5 separate regions of the Mus musculus genome follow, and all the other regions are linked to region 5. Evidence: chromatin contacts called from public Hi-C, HiCAR-type, HiChIP or PLAC-seq and promoter capture Hi-C data. All regions are on one chromosome and are shown on one strand. The core of a region is the stretch at or near the end of the contact, and the rest is flanking DNA. Distances in the headings are between cores, read along the strand shown. Region 1 holds the start of Satb2 (special AT-rich sequence binding protein 2). Region 2 holds the start of 1700066M21Rik (RIKEN cDNA 1700066M21 gene). Region 3 holds the start of Nop58 (NOP58 ribonucleoprotein). Region 4 holds the start of Bmpr2 (bone morphogenetic protein receptor, type II (serine/threonine kinase)). Region 5 holds the start of Bzw1 (basic leucine zipper and W2 domains 1).

The links. Promoter capture Hi-C pulls out the DNA fragments that hold promoters and counts their contacts. A called contact is a pair of places that touch in the nucleus more often than the background predicts. HiCAR-type assays count read pairs that join an accessible place to other places. HiChIP or PLAC-seq counts read pairs in DNA pulled down with a chosen protein or histone mark.
Region 1: a HiCAR-type map of astrocytes shows a contact between it and region 5, with 3 times the contacts expected there. The contact joins the promoter of Satb2 here to the promoter of Bzw1 in region 5.
Region 2: a promoter capture Hi-C map of hematopoietic stem and progenitor cells shows a contact between it and region 5. The contact joins the promoter of 1700066M21Rik here to the promoter of Bzw1 in region 5. A contact is called at or near these places in 5 of 39 promoter capture datasets (the HPC-7 cell line, cranial neural crest, embryonic stem cells and 2 more), 1 of 115 datasets of contacts at active chromatin or transcription factors (embryonic stem cells) and 1 of 9 other capture datasets (adipose tissue).
Region 3: a contact with region 5 is called in a Hi-C map of B cells, with 6 read pairs. The contact joins the promoter of Nop58 here to the promoter of Bzw1 in region 5. A contact is called at or near these places in 2 of 39 promoter capture datasets (the HPC-7 cell line, HPC-7-derived erythroid cells and cranial neural crest), 4 of 484 Hi-C or Micro-C datasets (B cells, the G1E-ER4 cell line, embryonic stem cells and 1 more), 5 of 115 datasets of contacts at active chromatin or transcription factors (the 230-238 cell line, cardiomyocytes, embryonic forebrain and 1 more) and 2 of 9 other capture datasets (adipose tissue and liver).
Region 4: a contact with region 5 is called in an H3K27ac HiChIP or PLAC-seq map of thymic regulatory T cells, with 8 times the contacts expected there. The contact joins the promoter of Bmpr2 here to the promoter of Bzw1 in region 5. A contact is called at or near these places in 1 of 39 promoter capture datasets (cranial neural crest) and 1 of 115 datasets of contacts at active chromatin or transcription factors (thymic regulatory T cells).

Annotation. Positions count from the first base shown.
Region 1 is chr1:56,969,500-56,975,284 of GRCm38.p6, forward strand. It overlaps Satb2 (special AT-rich sequence binding protein 2), which reads right to left and starts at 1,835. Exons shown (of 11, transcript NM_139146.2): 1 at 1,613-1,835; 2 at 154-381. The coding sequence starts at 322. It overlaps 9130024F11Rik (RIKEN cDNA 9130024F11 gene), which reads left to right and starts at 1,970. Exons shown (of 2, transcript NR_024326.1): 1 at 1,970-2,272; 2 at 4,759-5,697.
Region 2 is chr1:57,373,933-57,380,055 of GRCm38.p6, forward strand. It overlaps 1700066M21Rik (RIKEN cDNA 1700066M21 gene), which reads left to right and starts at 3,688. Exons shown (of 2, transcript NM_028546.1): 1 at 3,688-4,014. The coding sequence starts at 3,739. 4930558J18Rik (RIKEN cDNA 4930558J18 gene) reads right to left here and starts at 3,612. Exons shown (of 4, transcript NR_037999.1): 1 at 3,473-3,612; 2 at 1,316-1,587.
Region 3 is chr1:59,681,611-59,687,685 of GRCm38.p6, forward strand. It overlaps Nop58 (NOP58 ribonucleoprotein), which reads left to right and starts at 3,396. Exons shown (of 15, transcript NM_018868.2): 1 at 3,396-3,616. The coding sequence starts at 3,572.
Region 4 is chr1:59,760,739-59,766,781 of GRCm38.p6, forward strand. Bmpr2 (bone morphogenetic protein receptor, type II (serine/threonine kinase)) reads left to right here and starts at 3,541. Exons shown (of 13, transcript NM_007561.4): 1 at 3,541-3,990. The coding sequence starts at 3,915.
Region 5 is chr1:58,388,731-58,394,982 of GRCm38.p6, forward strand. Bzw1 (basic leucine zipper and W2 domains 1) reads left to right here and starts at 4,168. Exons shown (of 12, transcript NM_025824.4): 1 at 4,168-4,486; 2 at 5,472-5,545. The coding sequence starts at 5,482. Gm39644 (a long non-coding RNA gene) reads right to left here and starts at 3,813. Exons shown (of 3, transcript XR_003947828.1): 1 at 3,726-3,813; 2 at 153-237. It also overlaps the pseudogene Gm6860.

The DNA.
Region 1 (5,785 bases), core at 585-3,084, 1.4 Mb before region 5:
GTTGCGGAGAGGCAACTAGGGCACTATTTGGCAACCTGGATTTGACTTCCTGTAATCCTACACCGAAACAGCGCCTAATCAACCTGAACCCTGACACCCAGGCCATTATCACTGGGCCTCCGCTGCGCGCACCTCCCAGCTCCGGGCTGTTACCTCCCACGGCCTTGGCCACGGCGCCGTTGGGCCTCCCGCGGGCTCCCATGGGGCTGCCGTTCTGCTCCAGCCGGGCCACCTTCACCGGGGGAGGCCCCTTGACGTCGGGGCTGCCGCTTCTTCGGTCGGGGCTGTCCCGAAGACACGGGCTCTCGCTCCGCCGCTCCATGCTGCTCCGATTTGGAGACAAAGTTCCCACCGGCAGGTCGCAATAAAACGCGCAGGGACCTAGGGAGGGGGCGGAGGGGAGGAAAGGGGGAGGGAAAAAAAAAAGAGGGAAAACCGCTCACACACGTGATAGACGATCAGGCCAGTGGCAGAGCACTGCACCGCAGCCACACAAACTTCCTCCCACGCTGCAGAAGGGTACCGAAGGGTCCCGGGAAAGCAAGTCCCAACCAAACAAACACTGGAGGTCCCAAAGCTGCCCAGAACTTGAGGTACTAAGACCTGCTCTGTCTCAGGTCCCAAGAGTTAGCCCTCAGTTGTGTGGACAGAGTCGGACCTCGAAGCCTTTAAGCAGTACCCCATTCATTGCGGGCAGCGCTGGCATTATCCTCTCTTTGATAAAGAGCCACCACCACCATAAGCCCCACTTGGGGTGTCAGGGTTTTGAAAGGAGCGTACTTATGGGCGAGAGGTCCCACCAGGCCAGGGAGGGAGCAAGGACTTACACGGGTCCTTAAGCAAATTAATTGCTTGATAAATGCGCTGTGGATGGCCAAGCTGGATCAATGGATCCATGGAATCCCCACCTTTTACCTTTATGGACCAAGTACACTTGTGTACACAAACACACACCTTTGCACACAAAAAAATTAACTATAATTTCACGTGAGCGAGCATCCCAAAACACTCTGAGATTTGGAAAGGCTACCCTCCATCCCAGGATCACAATTATTATTTGGGAGCATTCTTATCTTCATCGTATCCTGGATGTGGTTGTTGTTTTTTAAGCCATTAAGCGTACAACATAAGAGAAAGAAATCTTGATTCTTAGGTACAGGAGCAGGCTTCATTAATCCTAATTTCTAAATCTGGAAAGTTTTTCTCGAGGTCCCTAGGCGAGCAGTGCTCCATACTCTTCAATTTTGGAGGAGTGACCCGGAAGAAGGGAAAACACCTGATGAAACGGCGCCCACATTGTCACTGAAACCCATGAAAGGAACCCCTAATACACCAGGGGCTCTGAGAATCCTCTAAGAGCGCTTTGGACGCGGGAGAAGCCTAGTCGCCACGAGTCCAGACGAGGTGGTGGTGGGGGACAGAGAGGAGTTAAGAAGAATGCGAAAGATGTAGGGAGTGCTCGGAGGGGTTGCCAGTGAAGGCTCCACCGCACTTCCCGGCTTCGCCTAAGCGCGCGTGAGAGCCAGAGCCCCAGAACAGCCGGGGAACTTAGCGCGCCCAGGGCTTCCCGAACTACAGGCGCCGCGTGGGAGCCCTCGCCCAGCGTACTTACTGCTCACGGTCTGTCTGAAACTTGGCTGGCTGGGGCTCTGTCCATGGAGCAAAAGTAGAGAATCCAGGGTGGAAAGTTTTTGGTGAATTGTAGTGTTGTCCTAGTCTTCCTTTCTCTTTCCTCCTTCCCCTTTCCTTTTCCTCTTCCCCGGTCCTAGCGTTTAAGGTCCTGGGTCAGGGTGTCTTCTTCTGGTTCGGAGATGGTTGTTATGATGATGGGGGCGGGGGGCAGTGAGGGAGGAGGAGGAGAGGGAAAGGAGGACTCCTCCAAAGGGGCACCAGAGCGAGCGGGGGAGGGGACGGCGGAGGAGGGGGGGGGGAGAGGGGGCTGAAAGAGCCTTTCACACCTTCGGGTAGAAGACCGGTTCTGGAGAGAAAGGGCTGAGGACTGGGAGGCTGCGGCGGCTGCTGGCTCCTACAGCCGCTAGCTCCAGAGGAGGCGCGGCCAGAGTCGCGGGGACGTTGCCACCAAGAGCGGGGAAGGTGCGGAGACCCCGGACCGCGCGCAAGAGAAAACGCGGCGGCCGCACAAGCTGTCACCTCCAACCTCTCCCCTCGCGGCTGCCTCTGCCAGAAGCCAGAGCCGGACTCACTGACAAGCCGCAGAGAGAAAGACACTGAGAGGGAGATGATTATTAGTTGCGTTGAGTCATCAGGCAAAGTGAGTCCTTTTGGGTTGTCCTCGGTTTCCGATTTCTCCCCCTCCCCCTTTCGGTCCCCAGATCTAGCGCCTTCAAAATAATAATTTGGGGTGGGGGTAGGGGATGTCTCTGGGTTATTTCGGGATGGGAATGGGGGGGACGGATCTAAACCCAAGCCAGACTGGTCCACCGCAATGAAGGAGGGGAGTGGGGGGCGGGGAGGAGGGCTGGGGAGGTTGCGGGGGGAGGGGGGCCCCGCCTGGCAGGAAATTAAACATCAATCAATCAATCGCTGTGAGCACGGCGACCCAAGGAGCCGGGCTGCGGAGGAGGCACAGGGATAGGCGAGGGGGTGGGAGTCAGGGAAAAAGGAGGAAGGGGGGAGTCGGAGGTGGGAGCGGGGTGGCAAGGACCTCATGCACCGGGCGACGAAGGACGGATGGCTGAGGACTGAGTGTGGCGCGAGGCGGTGGCCACGGCCGACGAATGGGTGCGTCTAAGCGCTGACGAACGCCAGGGCCCAGGGTCTGGTCCTCCTCCTTGTAGCAAGTCCAGGGCGCAGCCGCCTCGCCCAGCCCCTAGGCGCACTCGTCCCGGCGCGCAGGCTGCGGCGACTAGGCGGGCGCTCCGTGTCGCGGCTCGCCGCAGAGGCGCAGGCTGGCGCTCGGGAGGCGGCAGAGGCTGCCTCGTCTCCGGGCTCTGTTAATTGCGCCGCCGAGTACTTTCGACTTTGGAGATAGGAGGGCGATCGCCTCCCCCACCCACCGCCTCCGCCCACCACCCACCGCCTCCGCCCCTCGGAGCAACTTTTCTCGGTGCGAGCGAGCTCCCCATCTGCTCGGAGCCGACCGGCCCGGCCCGAAGCGCTCCCGGCCGCGTTTGGGGAAGGCCACTTCTCCCTCAAATCCCGTGCGGCCGCGGGTCCGGAACAATAGCCCGGGTGTCCCGAACGCCTGGAGCGAGACTCCGCCCGTCCGGCTGGCTGTGGGTCCGGCACTGGAGAAAGGGTTGCTCCGTGGGCACAAGGCAGGCTGCATCCCTGCCACTCTCGCCACGCGGGCTACGTTGCGAGCGGCGCAGCCCGAGCTGCCCGGAGGCCAGAACACTGTGCCGGCCGGGGCGCTGAAGCTGCGCGCCCCTCGGGTTGCAGCACTGGGGCTCCCGAAGACCCTCAGCGGCTGAGGACCGAGTTCGGCGCGAGCAGAGCTGAGCCGTGGGGACCTAGCCTCTCCGCCCCGAGCGAGGCCGCGCCGATGAGTCCCTAGCTGGTCCTTCTAAGGCTTAGGAGCCACAAACTTTTGCGGACTCCCGCGGCCCTAGCCTTTCGGCTCGCGCAGCTTTACTTGTTTAAGGTGGCGCGGTGACTGCCCGCCAAAACCCCGCTGCCGGCCGCGCTTTTGTCTTGGCCATTCGGCATGGGCGCGGACCTCCTTAAAAAAAAAAAAAAAATAGCACGTGGGCAGGGGCCGCGGCCCCGGCGAGGTGCCTGCCGCGTCCGGCTTCTGTCAGCCCCTGGAACCTCAAAGGAGAAAATATGAACCAGTCCTCTCCGGCCTTCCGGCCAGAGATGCCCCTTGAGCCGGCGGCATCTCTTGTCCCTTCTGTGCACCGGGGCTTTCCCTCCAGTTCCCCAGGACCCCAAGGACTCGGCTTCCACCGGTTGCCTGAGCCACTAGTCCCCCTTAAGAAGTATTGACTGTACGGCGGCGCCAGAGGGCCAAACTAAATTCGGTTTCGGGAAACGCGCTCGAGGCAATTCTCTAAATCCTGGCCTTGAGCTGGGCCAGTGGAGATTGAATCTGAGAGTAGCGCTGGAGACTGGGCTGCTGTCCACTTGCTTGGTAGCCTACCCCCTTGACCCCACAACGCCCCAAGAGTCGCAAACCCACGGCCAGGGAAGCCTAAGGGCTTCTAAAAGAAAGAGGGTCCCCGAAACGAAACCTGTCCCTGGCCTAAATCTCGGTGCCCAGACCTCGGTGAGTCCCACTCAAAGGAGCCGCCCACCAACTTCACCAGAAGCCCCAGGCGGCAAGGGGAGCCCTGCCGAGCCGAGTCGAGCCTGGCAGGGTAGTAATCCTCCAGAGAGCCACCGCAGTTTTAGGAAGCCTTTTTCTTTTCCCTGTTTTTTTCTTCCCCCAAATTCCGTGCTCCCACGAACATGCCCAGCCAAAGGGGCTAAAGAAAATTCCAAGCCCGTGAAAGCAAAGTGGCTCAAGTAAAATCAGCCCTTGAAGGTAGCTGAAAGGTTGTTTTTTGGTTTTTGGTTTTTTTTTTTTTTTTTTAAAGCAATGAAAGAAAGAAACTGTAAGTTTGATTTACAAACTTTAAAAAAGAACAATGTTATAGCATATCGAAATGAAAAGGGGTGTTTCAAAAACTTAGCTATCGCTGTCAAACTAAGCCTGCTTTTTAAATTGGAAATGCATATATTTTATTTATATACTAACTGTATTAAACCCCCCCCTCCCACCCCGTTTTCTTTCTTACCTTGGTGTTGGAACTACAGAATCCACCTCCGGCCCAATGTCCACGAACTAAGAAGAATTGATGATATTAGGACTTGAGGACTTCTGGAAAAAAATGCAAATCGTTTAGTGGGGATCTTTTTTGTCTGATTCGTCACTATTATTATATCTGATGATGCGATGGTTGGAACGATTCTATCCTGTCATTAATTAGCTATTTTATAAAAATCACTGTCGGAAAATCGTCATTTGCGTTTTGCTAAGGATCTCTTCGCTAACCTCACTGGCGTGTGTCAACAGTATAATTATGAACTTCAGCTACAACTCTTATAAACAACACGGCAGTATTGTTTAATCGGTTAATATTTTATAAAGTGTACATATTTTATTATGCTTTGAGGGGAACTATTGATACTAAGTTATTTTTAAAAAGAGAAAGTCTATTTAAATAAAGCATACAATTAAGTTCAATTAAATGTGCACTGTGGCTAGATTCTACACCCTTTCAAATTCATTATTTCTTTTGTCTATTTTTGATAATGTAAAGAAAATCTACCATTTGGAACAAGTAATTCTAAATTATTTAAAATTACATTTTAAAAATTAAACAAATTACATTTAATATACATGACAATGTGTAATTTGATGTCATTACCAAAAGTGTACTTTGAATGTTGGCAGATTTATTTTTAGTAGAGCATTTTCAAATTTCTCTCGTTTCATAAAAGGAGAATTCTAGAAAGTTTTGCCATGCATACCCAGTGTGAATTTTTCCCTGTAGTTTTGACCCGGATAAAGGCCTTTTCTGTTTCAAGTGACATGTTTTTCCCAATCCAGTTTTGTTAACTTCATTTCAGCTAAAGCAAATATTTTCAAACACTTCTAATTGCTACAGTAATTTATATTTGAAATAACACTTTTAAAACATTTGTCATTTTCATTTTTAAAAACAGTGAATAAATATATTTGATGATGATTCAAAAAACTGTTTGGTTTCATTTTTGTATTTCCCACGACGGTTTATTTCCAAACAATTTTTGAAACAATCATACTTTTTTAAATGGTATA
Region 2 (6,123 bases), core at 2,438-4,937, 1.0 Mb before region 5:
CTCTTTCTCTTCATCTCCTGGTCTTACATATCCATTTGTAATCTTCAACCAGAAAAGTTAAATATTTGTAGCCTATGAACCAAATCTGACTTGTGCAAACATTTGATACAAAATTAATTTAATTGCTGTGGAGAGCTTTTAGAGCCGCTTGATAGAAATCTGACATTGGCCAAGGACAATGGAATGGGCTTCAGGCAGGAATCTTACGTTAGGCCAATGACTGGGAAGGAAGTTCAGTCAAGAATCTGATTTCAGGTTGGAACAAAGAAGTAGGCTTCAGGCAGGAATCTGACTTTGGGCTAGGACAGGGATGTAGGCTCAGATATCTTGGTCATCCTGTTAAGCCCTTAGAAACAGTGATTGTAGGAGTGACCACAGGACTTTATTGCCTTGCTTGTTCCTTGACTATTTGTGTTTATTAGCTTGCTGTTCCTCAATCTAGAACTAACCTTATTACTTGCATGTAATTAAAATGGTATAAAAGCAGTTTGGGAAAAAATAAACCCACCTCAGCCTCAGAACTGGCTGGGGTCACGATACAATGTTGTCCAATTGTCTCTTTTCTTTTTAATCCTCACTCCTGCTCTGGAGAACCTGTTGACTGACTGGGCTGGCTTGGTCAAATTACATATCAACAGTTATAGGTTAGCAAGCAATAAACATCTGTGTATCTGATTTATCCAGATAAAGACTTGAAATTCGGGCAGAGCATTGCCTTCATCTTACAGCTGCCTCATAATGAAGAGTGAGCTACTTCTTCAGTTGTGACAAATCCCTTAGTTTTTCAGGCTTTCACTTCCTGTTACATGAGATAGGCCAGTTTTACTACTGATTACGATAAAATGGCTTCATTCTCTTTCTGTTGTCCTTTATGATGAACTTAGTCTTTCTGGGAGTCCTTAAAGTTTCAACTTTTTTCCATTATATTGAGGAGCATGGTGCTCCGAGGACTCATCAGGAAACATTCTGAGAACTGAGAAGAAGCCAGATATGGGCTGTAGAGGTTTGCACACTACCAACAATAAAATGCCAACTGAAGATCACAAAGAACTAGAAAAGAGGACATTTTACTCAACTGGGTATAGTAACTTTGTTCTTGTAACACCTCTTATTGAGTTGGAAGTCTGGTTCTGAGAAAGACTAAAAGGCAAGAAAGTAGAGTCCACTTGTACGGATGATTGTAGAAAGATCAGAATCATCAGGGTTGATTTTGTGGGAGAAGATGAAGATGAGAGAAAATATTATGGTAATAACAAGGAAACATATAAGAAGTAGCTACAGAGTCTATGACATAGCATATAAACAACACCCATACCTTTAACGACGAATTGAGAGAGATGCTGCTTTCCCAAGAACATGTCTCCTGTAGGGCAGCAGAAATCTTGGACTGGGGAGTGGGGCGCTCTCCTTACTTCAGCTTGTTTCTTTGCTCTTCGGTTCTTCTTTTGTATTTCTCAAAGGCCTCAATTATCTTAGAGATACTAAGCCTACTTTGAGATATTTAGCATTTGCTGCAATTACTTTTTTTTCTAAACACAAGTACTTCCTGTTCTCTTCAGCATATGATTATTTCACTAATCAGTCAACCTGAAAAAACAAAACCACAAGAATCAAAAGCTACATTAGCAATATACACCCACATTTGGACTTGTAGACTACAGCTTAACAGTCCTAGACCCTGGGAAAACATGATTTGCAAAACAAAAGTGAAGATCAGCTTCCTTGGTGTGATTCTATCCTGACCTCTGCTTCTAAACTAGCTATTTTAATAAAGCAATCAATCTACTTTGTGGTAGGAATTAAATAATTTATTCTTGGTTTGTATCTTACTTTTCTATTGCTGTGATAAAACACCATAACCGAAGCAACTTATAAAAGAAAGTATTTAACTGTGGGCTCATAGTTCCAGAGGGTTAGATAGAGTCCATGACCCTCATGGTGGGGAGCATGGCAGCAGGCAGACATGGTGCTAGTGTAGGACATGGTGCTAATGTAGTAGCCAAGAGCTTAGATCTTGACCTACAAGGATGGAGGAGTAGTGGGCAAACTTAGAATGGTGTGGGCTTTCAAATCCCCAAAACCATCCCCAGAAAAACACTTCCTCCAAGAACTCCATACATCAGAGCCCTTCTCAACCAGTTCTATGAACTGGGAACTAAGTATTCAAATATGGGTCTGTGGGGGCCATTTTCAATCAAAACACCTCAGTTACATTTATTATGTCAGATAGAATCTAACAGTTTTTGTCAAAGTAATTGGTAAAGCATACCTCTATAAAGACACTAAGAAAATGTACAGAGCAATTATACTTTGTTAACAAATACAAGAAATTTAAAATTAGAATAAGGCTTGGGATATGACCTAGTTGGTAAGGTGCCTGCCTCTTTCCCCAAAGCATGGGGGCTGAATTGGATCCCCAGCATCCACAAAACAGAGAACCCAGTAGCTGGGAAGTTAGAAACAGGCAAACCATTGGGGGCTTCTTGGCTAGCCCAGTCTAGCCTAATCCATGAGCTTCAGGTTCAGCAAGATGCTGTCAAACAATAAACTAATCAATAAAAAATTTTAAAAGATGGAGTGTGAGGAATGTACTGTGATACAAAAAAACTGCTCTCACCTTAAAGATGAGCCACATATCAGTTAGCTCAAGTTTTACAGTATCAAAATAGAAAATATTATATAATTTAAGACTTTGAAAATAAGATAACAGACAGAAAATTTCTGCTATAGGCCTCTAATATAAGTCTTAGCTTCTGGGCTGGTGGAAGCTAAGCTAATACATTTCAAAGGTTTCATCTGATACTCACTAGTATGCTGGCTGTTTAGGTACACAGGTTAGCTAGGAAAGGCTATTAATTAAAAGAGCGAAAGACAGCTCAAGATAATTTTTAATCAGGGTTTGAACTTACAACATAATTTCTCCCCAGTCATTTAAGTTCTAATCAGCTAATCACTCCTGCAGAAACTTCAAGTTTCAACTTCTTTCCAGGAATCTCCTTTACACCCAAAGTCACTTCAAGCCCACAGCAGCAAACAGATGCATGTGCGTGTCCGATGTGCACACACAATGTTAAAACAAGATTCACTTTTCCCACCTTTAGCATAAATTTGGCCCAGTCCTATTTCTACACAACTTTAAGTAAGAAGTTGCTATTTCCACGACTTTCCTATACTTTTCAACGTGGTTTCAAAACCCTAAATCGGAAATTCGATAAGCTGTAAACACCCCTACAGTAAATGTGTGAACAAGTAGGCCTTTTCTCTATCTTCCCTAAGGTAAGTGTCCAGCTCTCTCTCTCTACCAACTAGGAATGTGCTAGACTTGGTGTGGAGCCAGAAATTCCCTAACTAGGTAACTTCGGGACATAGGGGATTCTTTTCATTCTGAGCAAGTACAAGACTTTCAGAACCATTCTTCTTTACCTTGGACTAAATTAACAAAGACACATCTTCACCGTGAGGATGAACCTACCAAAGCTTTTATACAGAACCCGAGGAAACTCTGACCCTGAGCAGCTGCTGCTGTGCATGGGCCCAACCTGCGGGCTCTTCCACGTCCGTTCGAACTTCCCGGCCGGGGCTGAGTCCGCCAACCACAAACGTCCTTCCTCCAGCCGCGCCCTCCGCTCCCCCTCCCTCCGGACGCACGCGGCGTGCTGACGTCACGGCGACCGAAGCCGTTGGGCAGCCGAGGCCCCGCCCTCGCTGCCGGGTGAGCGGCCCTGGCGGCTCGAGCCCATGCTGGGGTCGCGGCGTCTGCGGTCCCCCGCGCTGGTGCTGCTGCTGCTGCGGCCGCTGCTCGCTTCCGGAGACTCCGCGTCCCGCCTGCAGACCCGAGCCATGAACCCGGGCGGCGGTGAGCGGGGCTCCCCGGAGGACAGCCACCGTCTGCAGCGCTCCACGGTGCCGGGCTCCGACCCGCAGCGCAGCAACGAACTGCTCCTGCTGACATCCCGGGAAGGAGATTCCCCGGAGCAGCGGCACCACGTCCTCTACTTCCCTGGGGACGTGCAGGTAACGCGGGGCCAGGCCTCCCCGACACGCCCACACGGGTTCTCATACGATGGGGGTGCGGGGCGCGCCCCCGTTCCTGCCAGAGCCCCATCCGGGGAAGGGGCCTTGGAGGGCCACGGTCTCCAGAGAGCGGCTGTCAGTCCAGGTGCCACTGGGTGGAAGGAGAGGCGCGACAGGGAGTGGGACAGCCACGCACAGCTCCAGCCTGCTCTCAGAGGACTGTGTGTGTGCTGGGCACTGGACTGTTTAGAAAACGCTGACTGACCAAATAAAATACATCCGTTGCTAAAGTGACCTTTCCAGTAACCCTAAAACACAGCAGTGGAAGGGATGCAATCGTCAAGAATGCTAATGATACTGAGAGGCCCATTTGAATTCAACTCATCTGTGTGCTTCCTGTTACTGGTTTTTATAGCTGCAGACATACGTCTTTGCTGAAGCTGTCCTGGAAGCTGGGTTTTAATGTAAAACTGCATCGTGCAGTGGATACATTAGCCGCGTGAGAGTATCTGAACAAGTTAAAATGAAAAGGCAGCGTTCTCTGTCTCACTAGTTGTATTGCCAAGTGTTGAGTCACCACAGGTGACTTGCTTGTACCCCGTTGGACAGCGCAGATACAGTTGGCATTTACATTGAAAATCAATTATCCCAGAGCGTTGTTAGCACTAGGGTAGATATTCAAGTTAGAATATAGCTAGATGGTTTCCTCATACTAGAAAACTGTTATTGTTTTGAAATTGGTGCTTTAAAATGATACACCAAAAAATCTATTTTCTCTTGCTGTTTTCTCTCAAATCAGTTGACTTGACTAGTTGACTGCTAATGGAAACTAGCAAAAACCCAAATTTAGGTTCAAGAAAATCTCATTTTGGTGCCTTTATTCCCAGATTGAAAACAAGTGTGTTGCTTCTGCTTCCTGCGACTTGTGACCAACTACTTCATGCCTTCCAGTGGTGGTGGTGGTGGTGGTGGTGGTGATGGTGGCTGAGTACTTTCTGCTGTAAAAGTGTTCCAGACAGAACATCCACCTGGCTTAAGTAGGGCCTAAAGTGTTCTAGATATAGTTTGAGGATCATCTTTCATTTCCCATCATCAGCCTTTGGGACAATGACAGAATGGTAATGTTCAGAGTGTGGGGTTTTATAGAGCATGAGGTCTTCTGGAAAAGAAATGGAAGGCCGTGCATCCCAAAGCTTCAATGCCAAGTCACCCAGGTTTCCCATTCCACTCTGTACTTCTTAGCTATGAAGTCTATGCAGATGTTAAATCTCTCCATTGAAGTGCCTCAGATATAAAAGTCAGAGGGCCTCAATCAAGCTGAAATTTGGGAATAACTCTAGTTAGGTTCCAGCCCCTTCTCACCTTCAAGTAGCCTCATGCTCCACTCTTGGGATTTTTTTACTCTACTCTTTCAGTGATCTCTTTCCATCTCGTGACTTTACATACTGCCTCCATGCTCACGAGCCTGGCATTTATTTAGTCTAGACATTAGCGGGTGTTTATGAACTCACCAATTGCATGCCTTTACTTCCTTTGGATATTTAGTAGCCTTCTAAAACTGAAAATCTATTGAAGCAGCCTTCCTTATCCAGGTTAATGAAAATACCTATTTAACGATTCGACTTAGAAATCCAAAGTCATCTGTAGATCTCTCATATCTCCGGTCTAATCCAGCAGCATGCAGTGTCTCCACCTCTCTGTATGTACAGTGATGGAACTGTGGTTGACAGCCAAGGTCTCATTATTCCACCCTCTTCCAGACCATCCCATGGCTTCCTGACCCTCAGCAGTAAGAGCCGGAGTTCTCTCAAGTGCTAGGAGTCCAGGTGCCATCACAGCTTGCTTTCCTGCAGGGTAACTGTCGAGGTGTGTTTATGTCTCTGGGTCTCCTTACACTGTCTTAGGCAGTTCCCTTTAGCTGGATCCTTCCTTGCAGCTTAGTTGGGCTGTGTAATTTATGCTCTGTAAAGATGTTCCTTCCCATGGTGCATTCTGGAGAGAAGTGTGGCTCTTACCCAGTGTAGCTCTCCTCATTCTTTGCAGTCCATTCTACGTCACATCCTTATTATAAATGTTTCTGAACCCTTGCAAACAGGAAGTTTTCTGAAA
Region 3 (6,075 bases), core at 2,146-4,645, 1.3 Mb after region 5:
TGTCTTCAAACACACCAGAAGAGGGCATCAGATCCCATTACAGATGGTTGTAAGCCACCATGTGGTTGGGGGAATTGAACTCAGGACCTCTGGAAGAACAGTCAGTGCTCTTAACCACTGAGTCATCTCTTCAGCCCTATTGACAAACTTTTATGGAGCTTGCATCCTAGCTGGAAAGGAGATAGAACTGTGGTTTGCAAAGAGAACAGGTTTTCTTTTCTCTCTCTCTCTCTCTGTCTCTCTCTCTCTGTCTCTCTCTCTCTGTCTCTCTCTCTGTGTCTCTCTGTCTCTCTCTCTCTCTCCCTCTCTCTCTCTCTCTCTCTCTTCACTATTTTATTTCTATTAGTACACTGTAGCTATCTTCAGAGGGCATCAGATCCCATTACAAATGGTTGTGAGCTACCATGTGGTTCCTGGGAATTGAACTCAGGACCTCCGGAAGAGCAGTCAGTGCTCTTAACCTCTGAGCCATCTCTCCAGCCCCATCTCTTTTTTTAAAAAAATGATTTATTTATTTTATGTATATGAGTACACCATTGCTCTCTTCAGACACATCAAAATAGGGCATCAGACCCCATTGGAGACGGTTGTGAGCCACCCTGTGGTTGCTGGGTCTTGAACTCAGCACCTCTGGAAGAGCAGTCAGTGCTCTTAACCTCTGAGCCATCTCTCCAGCCCAAGAACAGGTTTTCTTTTCCATTATTTTATTTATTTACTTTATAATCTGTACTATGTTTCTTATTGTCATCTTTTTAAAAAAAAGATTTATTTATTATATATAAGTACACTGTAGCTGTCTTCAGACACACCAGAAGAGGGAATCAGATCTCATTACAGGTGGTTGTGAGCCAACATGTGATCACTGGGAATTAAACTCAGGACCTCTGGAAGAGCAGTCGGTGCTCTTAACCTGTGAGCATCTCCCCAGCCCCAGGACTTATAGTTTTAACCTGTTAAAATGACAGTAAGAGGACTGGAGAGATGATGCAGTCCTTAAGAGCACTGACTGCTCTTCCAGAGGTCCTGAGTTCAAATCCCAGCAACCACTTGGTGGCTCAAAATCACCTGTAATGAGATCTGATGCACTCTTCTGGTGTGTCTGAAGACAGCTAGAGTGTACTCATATAAATAAAATAAATAAATCTTTAAAAAGAACTGTAAGTTCTCCTATATTCTTCTATTACCCAATATCTCCCATATTCTATTTTTCAAATTTTATTATTTTTATTTATGTGTGTATGTCTGTGTGTAAGCCACACATATGTGGGTGCCTAAGGAGGTTAAAAGAACAAATCAGATACCCTGGAGCTCGACTTACAGGCAGTTGTGGGCATTGGGAACTGAATTCTGAGCCCTTGGAAGAGCAGTAAGTGCTCTTAACCATTGAGCCATCTTCCCAGTCCCCCATAGGTTCCCTTTAATATTTCTTTGTACCATTTTTCCTTGACCCAGTACTTTGTTTAATACGATACTTCAGGGAATTTTCAGACAATTATTATCTTTGGACAATATCCAAATCTAAATCTGAGACAGTTCTGAAGGACAGTATTGAGAGAGTTGTGTAAGTGGCAATTTTCAAGGACAAATTCTGGAAAATGCATGCCAGCGATTTCTCATTCAGTAAAAGGCATCTTTTCCTTTTAGAAAAAAAAAAGATACAAATGTTTAGATGGAAGGAAAAGAATTTTCCTTCCTGAAGGCACTCCTTAATTTAAATCATAAGAATTACCTAATCAGATCCAACACAAAGGTACCTGGACACTGTTAAGCATGAACTGCAGGTAGAACTCTCCAGGAAATGATATTTGTATTAAGTACACAAGACATTAAATAGTTGGAGTTAAATATATGAAGAGACATGTGCTTCTGGCTCATCCATCTGGCTCTATGTTCTTTTCCCAAATCAAGCTATTATGGTGCTATCTCTGCCCCATTGTACTGTTGTTCTCTTCTTCTATTGCTTTCTCTTGTCTCCCTAAATATGGTAAATGTAACTGTAGCTATAATCAATTCTGCTCTTGCCTGCAGCCCTAGGAATCCCCTTGTATTCCCCATATGTCCATCTTTTCTGCTGTCCAAACAAGGATACTCTTTCCTCTTCATTCATACTGTAAAAGTGTTACAGAACGTCAAGTTGGTTAATCTTCCACAGTTTTCTGTAGATCCAAAATTAATGTTTAGAACTAGGCAACTAGGAACGTTCTACAGCTATTGGAAGCTAGATTTGTGAAGAACTGGGGTATTTAAATCTTGTCATTGAAAGTACATAGCCACACAGATATATCTAATCTTAGCACTCTGAAGGCTGAGGCAGGAGGACAATGATTCAAGGCCAACCTGGTCTAGATACTGAGGTCCTTTTTCAAAAAGCCAAAGCAAGGCTAGGGATATGGCTCAGTTAGTAGAGTGCTTGCCTACCATGTATGGAACCCAACCTTTGGTTCCATCCCCAGCACCAATAAAGTTGGTGTGGTGGCATATGCCTGTAACCTCACTACTGTGGAGGTGGGGGTGGGAGGACCTCTATGACTCAAACTTCTCTGGTCTACCTAGTTACAAGAGATAGTTACAAGGCTACATGGAGACCTTGTCTCAAACAAACAAATTGTTTTTGAGCAAGGTCATTCTCTACTTCCTACTGAGTTTGAGGCTAGTCTAAGATACATAAGACTTTGTTTTAAAGTAAATCCAGCCACTGAGGCTGAAAGTTTCCATAAAAGAAATTACATTGAGACATACATAAATTCATACCTTGGAATCATTTTAAACACAACCCTTCCCGCCTCCGAAAATATCTATATTTATAGCTATAAAAGAAATCTTTGCTAAAAACCTGTTTGACCAGAGAAGAACCACCAGGAAATGTTGCTGGTTATAAAAGTTTGCTTCCCTTGCAGAGGACCTGGTTGGGTTCCCAGCACCAACGTGACGGCTTACAATTGCCTACAACTCCGGTTCCAGGTCAGATCCCGTGGAACTCACTGATGGGACCCGAGTGCACGTCCTCATCAAGAAAAAGTGTTCTGTGTTGTTTTAAAATAAAATGTCCTTTACATGGCGGGGCGGGGCATAGCATAATGTGTTGTAAATCGTTTTGTGTGCTGTAAATTATACACATGTAATTTATATATTATATATAATACAAAATATAATGTACACAGAACTTTTTCTTCTTTACATGACCTAATAAACTGACAGCTTCCAGCCACAGTCCAAAACTTAAAAAAAAAAAAAAAAAAAAAGTCTCGCGATATTTTAAGGCCGTCTCTTTCCGGATTCTACTGTGGGCGGGAAAAACCCGGAAATGATCTCACGCTCTGCGGCATTGAGCGACCAGAAGTGACGTTACTTCCCAGAATTCTTAGAGAAGGAGACTCGCATATTTGCTGCTCCACGAGGAGAGGTGTGGAGCGGCTGAGCAACGTGGTCTGTTCGTCCGCGGGGAGGCGACGGCGTTTGCGCTCCCCCGCGTCCAAGGCCTAGCGGGTCTTCAGCGACTGAAAGGTAGTCATTTGCAGTGGCGTAAGGGCTCGCGGCTAGCCGCGTAGCGCCGCCCTGACCTGGTCTCATCATGTTGGTCCTGTTTGAAACGTCCGTTGGCTACGCCATCTTTAAGGTAGGTGAGATGGAGTTGTTGAGCTAAGAGGCTTATGTGGGACAGAGAGCTGGGTAAGATTTAAGGAGAGACGAACAACGGAACACATTTTAGTGTCTTCAAGTCCCCGGGCTCCGAAAAGATGTGAAAAATCAAGAGCCCGCTGGTTCAGGTGAACACGTGGCTTCTCCGAATTTAGGGCGACCTCTGCTTTACTCAGTTTAAAAAATGGGCAGGACCCTTTTTTACAAGTGACAATAAAGCGTTCATTTAATCACCTGAGGCTTTGTACATGTTAGATCAGCGCCCTGTCACCTAGTTACACCTCCAATCCAAGATCGGTTTAATGTTTATCTAATTTATGTATATGAGTACCCTATAGCTGTCAACAGACACACCAGAAGAGGGCTACAGATCCCATTACAGATGGTTGTGAGCCACCATGTGGTTGCTGGGATTTGAACTAGGACTTCTGGAGGAGCAGTCAGTGCTCTTAACCGCCGAGTTATCGCTCCAGCCTCAGATATTTATTTTGGGCTTTTCCAGATAGGGTTTCACTGTGCTGCTCAGGCTTTCCAGGAATTCCCTCTGTAGACCTGGCTAGCCTTGAACTCAGAGATCCACCTACCTCTGCGTCCTGAGTACTGGGATTAAAGGTGTGCATCATCACCGCCAGACTCTATTTACTTTTGAGGCAGGCTTTCCCTATGTAGGCTTGGCTGGCCCCTAACATTTCATTTATATTTAACTAGATTAAAGCTGGGGTCCAAGATCAGGGTCCTTCCAGGCATGATTGGAAGGTTTTGAGTAGTGAGTGGCTTTGTTTTTCCAAGACAGTTGTTCTCTGTGTAGTTCTGGCTGTCCTGGAACTCACTCTTTAGACCAGGCTGGCCTCGAACCCAGAAATCCGCCTGCCTCAGCCTCCCAAGTGCTGGGATTAAAGGCGTGGGCCACCACCGCCCAGCTATAGTTTGTTTTCTTTAAAGATTATTTTACTATGTGATGATAACAGGAGGAGGAGGAAGGTATACTGTGCTTTAATGTAGACAACATGAATGTTGTTAGGTCTCAGGACAAATGCTGAGGTGCTTATTATCATGGCAAGGCTGACTGGGCTGTACATTCTTCAGCCCAGAAACTGAGCTGGAACCCTTTCCCCAGCTTCATTGATTCCTGTATAACCAAGCCAGCTATACAGCTTTCTCTTGGTCTTCTGTTTTCTGTTGCTCTCTTCTTTCATGTCCCTGCTTTCAGGACACTTCTAGATGCCTCTGGCTGTATTCTTCCCCTGGTATCTATAATGAAACCTCTCGTGCCTAGGACTGTCATGTCCTTTTTTTAAAATTATTCAGTGAGTCTGCTTGAATACAGAAATTTGGACTGCAAGCAGTAGGATTGAAGGGGGTTTTTGTTTTAAGTAAGACATGGAGTTGTTGGGGACATGGTATTCACCATTTCCAGTTTGGTCTATGTGAGGCTTGCTCATGAGCTATCCTGATGTAATTGTGTAAACCAGGGAGTTCATAATTACCAGCATGAAAGTTAGGGGAGAAGTCTAGATGGCTTCTATTAACTTGAGTGTCCCTTATTTAAATACGGAAAGGTTTTTGGTCTTTTTGTTGTTTGCTTTTTCTTATTTTATGTGCATTGGTGTTTTTCCTGCATGTGTCTCTGAGCTGTCAGACCTTGGAGTTACAGATAATTGTGAGCTGCCATGGGGGTGCTGAGATTTGAACCCAGGTCTCTGGAAGAGCAGTTGGTGCTTTTAGTCACTGAGCTATTTCTCAGTATAAGAAATAGCTTACAAGTTTATTAGTACAGAGTTGGTCTAACAGTGGCATCTTCCTACAATGAGATGCTATTGAGCTGTGGGGAACAATGAGGTAGAGTAAGTATGCTATGTGCTAAACATTCTATTTATTTACTTATTAGGTCATATTACATGTAGTATTCAGTGATTTTTTGTGATAAATATGCTGTGTTACTACTCTATTGGAAAGTTTTGAGTATTATGGTGAAGTTTTCAGTTTATAATTATTTGGTATTTAGCAATCCCTTACCTAGAAATAGGCATGTTCTAGACCTAGTGCTAGTGATTGCAGTTTGTGAGAAGGGAATTGTATACTTTCTGTAGGTGAAGAATTTTTTTTTTGTGAATCCCTCCAAAAATTAGATAATACTAGTTGCTGCCTTCTTTTTCCATGATCTTTCAAAATGCTAGAATATAAATTAGATTTTGAGAGAAAGCCCTGTTGGCACAGACTAATGCCTGTACTAATGAATTATAATTCCTGGAAGGGAAGACAAGAATCCTGACCAAAAGTTCCAGTTATGCAAGTAACTTAATGAGATCGTGTCACAAAATAAAAGTTAAAAAGAGGGCTAGGGATAGAGCTCATAGTAAAACACTTGCCTGGCATGTGTGGCCCTAGGTTCAAATTCCAGACATTCCAAATATCTTCAGTTACATTGACTACTTC
Region 4 (6,043 bases), core at 2,291-4,790, 1.4 Mb after region 5:
CAAAAAGCAGCCAGAGCAAGACATTGAACATCTAGGAATTAAAATCTTACAATCCCTACTCTGGCAATCCTGAAAGCCTATGTCTCTTTTTTTTTGGCTTTTGGAGACAGGGTTTCTCTGTATAGCCCTGGCTGTCCTGGAACTCACTTTGTAGACCAGGCTGGCCTCGAACTCAGAAATCTGCCTGGCCCGCGCCACCACCACCCGGCGAAAGCCTGTCTTAGTGAAGCACCTAGCAAGGCAGGGACCTCAGGGACTGCATAGAAGAGCATGTCGCTATGTTGAGTTCCTAAATACACATGACACATTCTTTCTCCAAACATTCAAAGCCGGGGTAACTGACAGTTCTCAGGTGGGTGCTTCTTTGAGGGTTTTTCTTGGCTCAAGTTACCTTCCAACCCTGGGTACAGTCTTTATGCAACTGGTGTTCTACTACATTTTAGGACAATGAAAGGCCTATCCCAGAGCCCCTGGATGAAGCCTTAGTTGCAACTATGTTACACTCTATCCCATACTCTCTAGTCCTGACTTCCTTGGTCCTATAGAGATATTCTTAAGCTGCATACAGACCCCATGATAGGCCCACTGATGCTTATCCTATCAAACACAAAACAGGATAAATAAATTTTTGCCTCAATAAGTTAATGATCAGGATTTGTGGGATGTTATTACAATGTAGCCCTCCTCATCAACAAAGAGACCACACCAGATCACTCTGCACTCGCAGTTCTGTTTTCACCAGAATTAGACTAGTATTGCCTGTCTTGTGTCAAAGATAAGTTATTGCTAAGTTTTAATTCTTCTAAATGTTCTGTCTCACTGGGAATAGTCACATCTCGATTGTAAAGGCAACAGAAAAGGAACGAGCACTGCGTGCAAATCGAGGTCTGCTGATGAATTATTCCAGCTAAGTTAGTGGCATGAACTTTTTCCACATGAATTTCCTAAGACTTCTTTCCGACATAATTTATTTCACATTTATAACATGTATAAGGGTACTTAATGTTTCTTAGGAAAATTTTATGCAAATAATAATTGAATAATAAAGTACTTGACCTCAATTCGAGGAAGAAAAATTGTATTTCACCAGCTAATAAACTTCCTGCACCTTCAACATCTGTCATTTCTTTGACAACTAGATCTCATGTCTTGAAAGCTAAATGTGAAAACAATACCAGATCCTTATTTTAGGCCTTTTAGGCCTTTTAGGCAAAACAAAATATGGTATTCAAGCTAAAGAGTTAATGCATATGCTCCTTATTTTTCAAAATGTATTATATATATATATATGTATATGTATATATGTATATGTATATATATATATATATATACACACACACACACACACACACACACACATATATATCTGCCTGAAGGATAAACAGTATAAAAGTATTTCAGCTAAAAAAGGGCCCTGGGCAGATATTACAACTCTTAATTATAGCAGATATTTACTATGATAACAGAAACCAGTTTAAGGAATGTGATTTATTAACATCACGTTCAGATACAGAGATAAAAGGAGGCTTGAATAAGCAAGCGAACAGTAAGGCTTGAGGAGTGTGTTTATGAAGGTATCCTGGAACTGCCCTTAGCCACAATGAAAGACCGGCAAAACCAGCCTTCAGAACAACCTTTCTGCCTACTAGAAGAAGGGAGGGCTAGACTTCACCTCTTAAGATCGCCCTCCCACGCAAATTTTCCACCTCGCAGTTAAAGAATTAAACCCAGACTTCCGATCATGGCGCCAAGCACGTCATCTTCTCCCCTCTCCCCTAGCAAAAATCCCACCCAAGTCGGCTGACCCTGTAGGGGATCCCTTCCCTATCCTGGTTGCCTGAATCAAGCCAAATTGAGATTTTTTTTTTAAAGAGGTTTAAAGTGGTTAGGAAACTGCAGTGCTGGCGGGACTGTCTCTATTCGATGAGTGAGGAGCTAGGACCACACTCCATACCTAGAAGCAACTACACTGCGTCGCAGTTCTCCTTTAACAGGCCCTGCAAAGACCCTCGGGCCTTTGTGAATAAAACCCTCCCCAGGAGAGGTGCGGGCGGAGCAGGAGACGCGCACGCACAGCAGGCCGGCGTGTGCGATCTTAAGTTTTCTCTCCGGTCTCGCGTGCTCGCAATTGCTCAGCAGCCTTGTCATCCAAGAGGGCCCCGGGGATGGCTGTTCGAGGAAAGCCCGACCCAGACTAGCGCACACACGTCAGCTTCGCGGTCTTCATGACTGAGGCAGGAGGCTTTTGTTTGGGCCGCGACGGGAGGGGGACCCGACGAGGCCCGGGTCTCGGCTCCTGGGAAAGGCGGCTCGGTCGGGATTCTCAGGGAAACCGAGGAGGATGCGCCCGCCGCCACCAACAACGACGGCGTGCCTTCGAGGCTTCTCGCCCACCTTCCCGGGTAGCCTTTAACCTACGTTAAACAAAAGATTGTGGCCGCCCTCCCTTACACGCTTGAACAGATCGCACGGCGTCCACGTGCGGAGCGTTCGCCTGTGTGAGGAAAGGGACCTAGGCTGCCCACCCGCAGCCCACGACAACCCTTCCCTGCACTGGGCGCCCAGGCGAGAGACGCCGCGCGAGGGCCTCACTCTCCAGCAAGCCTGGGAGTGAGGGGCGGGGCCGGGCGGGGCCGCGGGCGCGCAGGCGCAGTGCGGCTCAGTGGCGCCGCCGCCGCCGCCGCCGCCGCCGCCCGCGCTGCACCACAGGCCCGAGACAGACAGGGGTCGGCTGGAGAGCCGGAGACTGAGAGGAGGCGGCGGCGGGGGCGGGGCGACTCCGGTGACCGGGAGCGCCTCAGACTGGCAGCTGCGGCGACTCCCCCCTTTGTGTCTGGTCTGCTTGGAACCGCTGGAGGTGCTTCCCGGAGGGGCTCGGGGTGTTTCGCAAGCTCAGCTGCCCACCCCCTTCCTCGGCCACCTACGTCCGTCTTCCCGCCGCCCCCCGCCCTCGGCCCGCGACGCCCGAGCTCCGCCCGGAGCCCAGAGCTGCGGAGAACGAGGCGGCGGCGGCGGCGGCGGCTTTCTCCAGAGGGGCTGTGATTCGCTCCCGCAAGCCATCGACGGGAGGAGACCCGGTTTTCATGGTGGAATTTACTTCAGGCAAGAGCGAGGGGCTGGAGTAGCCGAGAGCGAGGCCGCGGGCGGAGCGCCCTCGAAGGGCCAGCCCCGCACCTCCCCGCGTGTCGCTCGCCCGGGCTCGCCGCGTCGCCGCGACCCTCCCCTCCCCCGCGCCCCGAGGCCCGGCCTGAGCGACCCTCGCGCGATTGTTCCGAGGAAGCTGTGGACTCGCCCATGGAAGCAGGCACCTTTTTCGACCCAGTCGGTGGGAAGGATTTGTTGATGTCGAAATCCGAGTGAAGGAAGCAACGAAGCGAAACTTTAAAAGGAACCCCACTGTCCTCGGAGTACGGAGCGATGCTACTCCGGCGGCCGGGCGCCGCTGCCTGCCCCGCTTCGCCCTTCCCGGCGGTCGGGAACTTGTTCTGATCCTCAGTGCTCCCATCGAGTCCCCGCCCTCCCCCCCCCCCCCCCCCCGGCACTCTGGATATGTTTTCTCCCAGATCTGGGTATTTTTTTGATATCGTGAAACTACGAGGGAAATAATTGCAGGGGTTTCTTCTGGGCTCCCTGCGTCTTCCCCATGGACATGCCTTCAATTTGGGGAGCCGAGACACCCCGTCCTAGGCGAATGAAGCCCCCCAGCCACGAGGGAGCGAAATGAAGGGAAATTCTGCAGTGGAATGAGAGCTCTACTAGCTAGGTCCTCGCATCTGCCATTTGTCCTTTCAAACTGCATTGTAATCCGGGCAGGATAAATCAGACGAAGAGCAGCCTCCTAGCCGGATTTCTCCGCCCGAATTTACTTTCCAGATTTCTTTTCTTTGCCCTCCTGCTTCTTTGCTGGCCCAGGGATGACTTCCTCGCTGCATCGGCCCTTTCGGGTGCCCTGGCTGCTATGGGCCGTCCTGCTGGTCAGCACTACGGCTGGTGAGTAGCCCTAGGTGGTATGTCCCAGCTCCTACTCCAGTGGGTGGCGAGGGAGAGAGCCTGCAGAGGCCGAGCCCTGTGCTCTCCCCTCGCAACGTGTGCTCTCGGATCCGGGTGGAGGAGCCAGCCAGGGAAATCACCTTCGGTGTTTGCGTGTTGTTTCCCGTCCCTACTCCCGTATTCCCTGACCCCTCCCCCACGGGGGGAAAAAGACATATTGGGTGTGGTATCTTGACATTTTTAGCTGTGAGGTAATGCAAGGATTAAAAATAATATTTTAATCACTAGTGAACTGTCTATTAGATTTTTGGAGATAAAGGTGGTTTTTTTACTTTGATGGAAAGAAGCAGATTTGGTTTACAATAAAAAGAACAACTAGACACACACTTGATTGAACCTTATTTTTACATTTAGATCACTCTTTGGGAATCCACATTACTTTTCGTTATTTAAAAATGTTACCTGAAAAAAAATGTTACCTGATGAATAGAGTAAACGTTGAGGAAGTCACTGTGTGAGAATCTTGATAACAGTGTATACTAACACAGTTGATGTCATCATTAATATTGTTTTGCTCCCAAGAATCTTAACTATTCTCTGTCTCTTTATCCTGGATATTCTTAACTTTGTATCCCTTTGGAATTACTGTTGGGCACAGAAGTGTTTTTGATAACTTTTCTATTAGTCATCTGGCGTCTGTTGGTTTTCCTGTCATTGAGACAATTTTGACCTCACATCAGACTTCGAGGAGATTTGACTCCTGAAAGTTCTTTGACATTTTCCTAACGTGTGAAAGGAAATGCTACTCCCCTTTCCTTTGGCCATTTCCTCTTTACTTCTCAATCGCCTTGAGAAAAAAACAACTCATATTCTCATTGCAGTTATTTTCAAGCAACAGTCTTCTGTGATTTGCTTTTAGAAAATTTCAGGAATGAATTCTTAAATAGTCACATGAAGTATGCATTTAAAATTGAGTACACAAAGTAATGGTTTTACAATTTTTTAAAAAGTAATTTTCACATTCAGTGAATTCTTCATTGCTGTATTAGACACAGAGATTACTTGTTTAATTTACATTTTAGATGTCTGTTCTGGGAAAATACTGAAAGAAAATTTGAAGTTCCCTTTTGTGAATTTGATACTATTGTCTATATTGATTAATATGTAGTATTTCATATTTTTAGTTATGAGTGTAGTCTTTAATGGCAAAGCCATTTCTCAAGCACCATTATATTTAGAGTTTTAATAATGAATCTATGTATTGTTAAAAATCATGGGAAATATGATTTGATTACATATTGAAACTTGATATTTTAATATTTTCGATTGTTTCAATTATCTTTGAAGCAAAACTGAACACATTTCCTCCAAATTTCCTTGTTAGCTGTTTAAATTCTCTAACCACAAATCATGTGGTTCCTGTAAAATATGAAAAGAGTAAAAATGGCCTTGACACGTAAGCAGTCATTCGGCAAGCAGAAGCCCAAGAACATTTTGTTTTAAAATTTTGATCATTTTGATCGTTTTAGAATCTTTAGAATACAGATTCTCATTTATAGTGTTGTGCTGATAAAAATCAGAAAAAACACCCCAAAACCCAAAACCCATTGATTTCAAAACAATTATTTAGTAAATGGATTTATTTTGTCTTCTTTTTAAAAGGGTTATATTTAAAGAATCCTTGTATAAAAGTGAGCTTAGCCAGCCCCCTCCCCACCCCCCATGTTATATATGATGGCATCTTTGAAGCTGGATTTCAGAGCTGTAGTAGCTGAGTTTACTGAGTGCTTGCTATGCACCAACAAGTATTAAATGACCTTTATATATATTTCCTCCTCCAGTCAGGCCTCTCGACAATTCTGCGTTGTAGGTTTTTATTATTATTTTCCTTTTACAGCATTTGAGAGAGAATTAAGTATAAAACTTTAAGTAACTCATCACATAGTAAATTGTGGAGCCAGGATTAAAACCTGTATCTTTCTCTTCCTCCTTGGTGTTAACAACAGCAGCAGAGCCAGCAACAACTTCCTCTCCTTGTAACTGGAACATGAGA
Region 5 (6,252 bases), core at 2,918-5,417:
AAAATGTTGACTGGGATGTCTTCTGACACCTTCCCAAGCCTTGCTTTTCCTCCTTAGGCTGCAGAAGACACAGGAGCAGCCCCTACACAAGGCTACCTTTTGTAGGTAGGCTGAAGACCATGGGGATTTTATAGAACCCAGGCATTTCTCACCCATGAATGAAGCGGGAAGCAGGGTCCTGTACCTGGCATTTCCCATGTTTCTTCTCTTCTCTTCTGGAGAGGGATGAAGGAGATCCTGTGCAGGAGGCAAGTTCTCGTCATCACCAGCAGAAAGCCACATTTTATTATTATTATTATTAAAATAAGTGGGACTCAGACCAGGAGTGGTAGTACAAGCCTGGAATCCCAGCACACTCGGAGGCTGAAGCAGAGGGTCACTATGAGTTTGAGGCCTGTTTGGGCTACATAATAAGACTCAGTGTAAACTAACAGACCCTCAAATATTTCTGCTCTCTTTCATCAGATAAATTGGCATTGAATTTACTTAATGGGAGTCCATGAGCTTCTTTTAGAACAGTAGTGATCAACTACACTGTAGTTATTTCATTCAGTGACAGCTCTACACACAAGTTGCACTAAAAAGAATATGATATATGTGAAACTAATTCAGAAGAAATTACTTCCTCTCCAGATGTAAGATCTATTGTGAGTCTGATTATTAGGCCAAGTGGTAGCAGTGATAAATGATGTAAGCAACAGCACTGTTACTGTCTTATGTCAGCTTTCTGTTACTGTAACAAATGTCAAGTCATGAAGAAAGGTTTGTTTTGGTGCTAGATTGTGGAGGTTTCTGTTTTGCTGTTTTGAGACAGGGTCTCACTATATATAGCTCTTGCTGTCCTGGAACTCAGTATGTAGAACAAGCTGGCTTCAAAATCACAGAGCTCTGCTTGACTCTGCCTTCTGAGTACTGGTATTAGAGTTGTGTTCTACTACGCGTGGCTAATTGTGACTATTTCCGTCTATAGTTGGTAGAGACAGTGATAAAGCAAAGAATCATGGAATTCCTTTTACGGTCATTGGAGCTGGAGGTGGAGGCTAGGTTTCCCCAGTTTCTAAGCCCCTCAAAAATTATTTCAGTCTATTTAAAATTCTAAATAAAAGTGTACATTTGTTTAAAAGAGTAATTTGGTTGTATTTAGAGAGATGGCTCCGCAGGTAAGAGCACTTGCAGGTCTTTCAGTGGGCCTTGGTTCCGTTCCCAGCACCCATGTGGGCATTCATAACCACCTGTAACTCCAGTCCCAGTGGATCTGATGCGCTCTCCTGGCTTCCGTAAGTAGGCATGGTGCACATATATACACGTAGGCAAACACGTTCATGCATATAAAGATACATTTTTAAAAGAGGGTATTGAGTTTTATTAAAATGTTCAACTTATTAAGCAATGTTTGTCTTTTGTTTTTATCTGATGTCAAATCTTAATAATTATAACTATTAGAATCCTTTATGGCAAGTAAAACAGTGGTATTGAACATAATTTCATTTAAATAAAACTTAAAACCTTGTTGTATTTCAAAGGTTTTTCATTATAAACATCTGTGGAGGTAGACTGAGATGTGGCTGTCGGTAGAGTGCTCATTTAGCATACACTAACTCCTGGGTTCAGTCCCAAGCATGAATGGATAAGATCAAGGATAAGATCTCTCTCTCTCCCTCTCCCTCTCTCTCTCTCTCTCTCTCTCTCTCTCTCTCTCTCTCTCTCTCTCGGGAACAGGTATTATTGTCTAACTCTGACTTGAAACTATGACTGCCTGTGTCTCCTGGGTGCTGGGATTAGAAGCATGCACCATGGGCTGGAGAGATGGCTCAGCAGTTTAAGAGCATTGACTGCACTTCCAGAGGTCCTGAGTTCAATTCCTAGCAACCACATGGTGGCTCACAACCATCTGCAATGGGATATGATGCTCTCTTCTGGTGTGTGTGAAGAAAGCAATAGTGTACTCATATGCATAAACTAACTAAATAAAACTTTAAAAACAAAAAAAAGCGTGCACCGGGCTGGTGAGATGGCTCAGCAGGTAAGAGCACCCGACTGCTCTTCCGAAGGTCTGGAGTTCAAATCCCAGCAACCACATGGTGGCTCACAACCATCTGTAACGAGATCTGACTCCTTCTTCTGGAGTGTCTGAAGACAGCTACAGTGTACTTACATATAATAAATAATAAATAAATCTTAAAAAATGTTTAAAAAAAAAAAGCGTGCACCACGGCTGGAGCTTGAGTGTATGGCTTGTATGGCTAGTTACCTTGCTCCACAGACCCTTCCTTCATTTCCCATGTGCTGATTACAGGTGGGCTGCCATAAACACTTAGCTTTTATGTGGTATTTGAGAATTAGAACTTGAGTCCTCATACTGTGTTGCAAACATTTTACATAGAGTCATCTCCCAAGCCGAGTTTTAAGGTCCTGACTCCTTATTGGATGTGATAAAGCCACCAATGGTATAAGAAGGTGGAAAGCAGTGTTCCTGTGGTTTTTCATGAAAACCCAGGAACTCAGACACTGATGAGAAGGGCCTGAGTTACATTTAGAAAGATCACCCTGGAAATGTAAAGAAAGACACAGTGCAACAAGGAAGGCTCATTTAGTCACGGGAACAGAAATCCCAATTAACTGGGCTTGGTGACTGATGTCTCTAATGCCAGTACCTGGAAAGCTGATACAGGAGGATTGCCAGGTCAAGGCCAGCCTGGGCTACTTAGCAAGACCCTGTCTCAAAAATACAAAGGCAGGGTGTAAATCAGGACTGTACTGGAGAGGAGACCGAATTGGGAAATGTGGCCAATGCGGAGGGAAGCTTTATGAGTAACGGGTTTGGCTATTCACCGTTTTTTGTGTCTCTAGCTCAGCTCAGTGTGTGACCTGGCAGTTTATTATATTGGTGGACCAGGCCGCTGGGGGGCCGTTCACTGGCAAGTTAACTGACCTATATGCCTTCTTTTCCCAACAAGACTAACAAGTGTCAAAGTCATAGGGCAGTTTCAAGGACTCAACGCAGTTAAGTGCTTAGGAGAATGTCTGCTACACACATACTACACAAACATGGCTTTTTAATTAGTGAAATACTGTACCCTTAACACATCAGAAACAAACATAACGTGGGGGACGTGGTAGTCTATCATGCAGAGTATGAAATAAGACTTCCAAGAGAAATGCCAACGGACTCAGGGTTAGAGGATAAAGGTAGGGGAACTTAGAGCCCTGATTCCCATCATTTCCCACTATGCTCCACGGCCTGGCCTTCCTAGGTCCCACCAAAGTTCAGTCCTATGGGCCACCAGTACCTCCAAGAAGTTAGGCTGTTGCTGCTAGGCTATTTTCCCACCGCTGCTCCTTCAGCGCTCCGACCTACCAACTTGAACGGAAAAGAATTGACAGCCAAGATCCAACAAACAGCGGCTTAAAGCCTTAGAGGCAAATCCGAAACTCCAAATACAGTATATGTTAAATGCCAGTGAACAGAAGTGCCTTCCATGTACGAGTAAGAAAGATTAAAGGTTTGAGTACAGGGACGGTGGATGTCAGAAATACCCCTGGCTCTCCTAGAATTCACTCTGTAGACCAGGCTGGCCTCGATCTGGAACACGCGAGAGAGAGAGAGAGAGAGAGAGAGAGAGAGAGAGAGAGAGCGAGAGCGAGAGCGAGAAGTTGGTACATGGAAAGGGATTTTAAGGACAAATCCCGGTGTTTGGGGGATGGCGGATGAAAAGGGCACAAACCGGATGCGGGCAGTTTTATCTGTTGTCCCGGAGAATACACCTTCTGAAGGTCCTTATCTCGGGAGACTTTGTGATAAAGGCACATTCTTGAGTCCTGCACCAGAAGCAATTATAAACCCTGCGGGTGGGGGCCTCGCAATCTGGTTTTAACAAATTCCCAGTCCACCGCAGTCAGGGGACGAGCACCCCTTGCAAGGCGTGGTGACAGGCCGAGGTCAGACTTGCCCTCAGCACACCGCATCGCAGAGCAGGGAGGCCGGGCTGCAGTCCTCACCCAGGCAGAACCCTACAGACGCCCCGGCCTCTGCGCCCGCCGCCCAGCATTCCCCCTACCCCCGGGCTCCAGCTTCCGGAGGAGGGGTCTGGGCTGGACCGGGACGGACTGGTCCAACTCGCGGCCGTTGAGGGGCCGCTTCCCACTCCCATCCCCGCCCGGAGAGGGGGAGGCCGGCCGCTGCGGCGGAGGAAGGGGGACGGGCTACCCTGGTACAAGAGTCAGGGCAGCCTGGGGCTTTAGGGTGGGACAGAGACGCCTACCACCGCGGTGTTAGCCGGTGCCCCCGAGCTGCAACCCCGCGGCCTTCGGCAGGGGGGAGTGCGAACTGGCGCAGGGTAGAAATCTCGCGATAGCAGGCCTCCGGGGCGGGGGTGGCGCCTCTTCCTCCCCTCCTGCTCGCGTTAGTTCCGGTCGCAGAGGAGACAGCGCCGCAGTTGCCGCCAGCTCGGGGATTTCTGGCTCTTTTCTCTTCGCCTTAAATTCGGTGAGGCGAGCGCGGCGCAGCGCCGGGGAAGAGCGGCGCGCCGTGGCCCGGAGGAGGAGGAGGGTGGCGGCGCGGTTCGGAGGGGCCGGCGGGACCCGGGGCCTGGATCCGTGGCCCGGGCCGCCGCTCTGGAGGGCGGGCGAGGCCGCGGGGCGCCGGGGTGGCGGCGCGCCCCCGTGTGCGCCCCGGCCGGCCTGGGTAACAAAGCCGCCGCGGCCTCTGTTGGGTGATGTACGCGTGGGGAGTTCGGCGGGCGGGGCGCAGCCGCCGCCACCACCGCCGCGGCCGCCGCCTCCGCCGCTGCTTTCGCGGGAGGGCGGGCGGATGTACGGGGCGGCGGGGGCCCCGGCGCGCAGCGCCTCGGCGCCTGTGGTCCGCTCGGCGCGGCGGCCACCACCGCAGGCGACAGGGTCGGTGGAGAAGGGCCTGCGGCGCTCCGGGGCCCGCCGCCCGAGCCCCGAGAGGCGGGAGGCACGGGAAAGGGTGTGGATGTGGAGACACGTGCCCGGGGAGGAGGAGGCGGCTGGGGCTGTAGCGTTTGCGGCCAGCTCTCAGTTTTGCATCTTGGAAGGGTGCAAGCGGGCTCTGCGGCTCTCGGCGCCACTTTGGAATGAGGGCAGCGCTGATGCGGTTCAGGGCCTTTGACAGATAGCTCGTGACCGCGACAGTCCTCTAAGTTCGGGTTACTTAGAAAAAGTGGGAGATGCAAAGAACGGTGTAGGAGAGACTGAGTAGTTAGGTTTGTGGTAGGCCATTTGCCACCAGACAGGGTGATAGTAAAATGCTTTATCAAGGTGTAGTTCCAGCACTTACATCAAGGGGTTCCTGGAGAGGGAAACTTACCTGCACCCTCTCTATTGCCTGTTAACTGAAAGCGTCTTGGGCTTGCTTTAATTGTAATTTTGATTTAAGGTTTGATACTTGGTTTAAGAAGTTAATATTACTGGCACGGGTGTTTTTAAGGCCTTCTTTCTCCTTTTTCTAGGGTGTCTTTTATGAATAATCAAAAGCAGCAAAAACCAACGCTATCAGGCCAGCGTTTTAAAACCAGAAAAAGAGGTAACTATTTATTTGTAACTCACCCTCAAGCTTTCAGACATATCTTGGTTTCTCTCACAGTCAGGTAGCTGCATGTTACTAACCCGAAAATAATAGAAACTTGATTTTCTCTTTAACTTCTATTTCAGATTAACTGCTCCCTTAGTGTTTCTCTGCTTTCTCAAATTTCTTTCTTTCTTTTCTTTTCTTTTCTTTTTTTTTTTTTAGTGGCTAAAACCTGTGACTTTAAGCTCATAGTTTAAAGAAGAATTTGAACAAAGAGGGCTAATAGAAGGGGGGGGGCACTCCTAAAGTCCCTGATTTCACCTAGACTTTGTGGAGATATGTGAAAGTGACTCATTTATAGAGTGTCTCACATGGCATAGGTCTGGGAAAAGAGTGTGGGTAGAAATCAGATTTCAACTTAAAGAATTATAGAATGAGATTCACATTAATTTTTTTTTTTTTTAAGGTTTAGCAGAGTCTTAGATTGTAGCTCAGGATGGCCTCCAAATGCTAGGATTAAAGGCCTGAGCTCCTGGCAATCTGGGGATTGAATCTAGTACTCCTATCAGAGGCTCGCAGATCTCCTCTGAGTTTCAGGATAGCCAGGACTACACAAAGAAACCCTGTCTTTAAAAAACCAACACCAACAAAAGTTTTTTGTTTTTTTTTCGAGATTCTCTGTATAGCCCTGGATGTCCTGGAACTCACTTTGTAGACCAGGC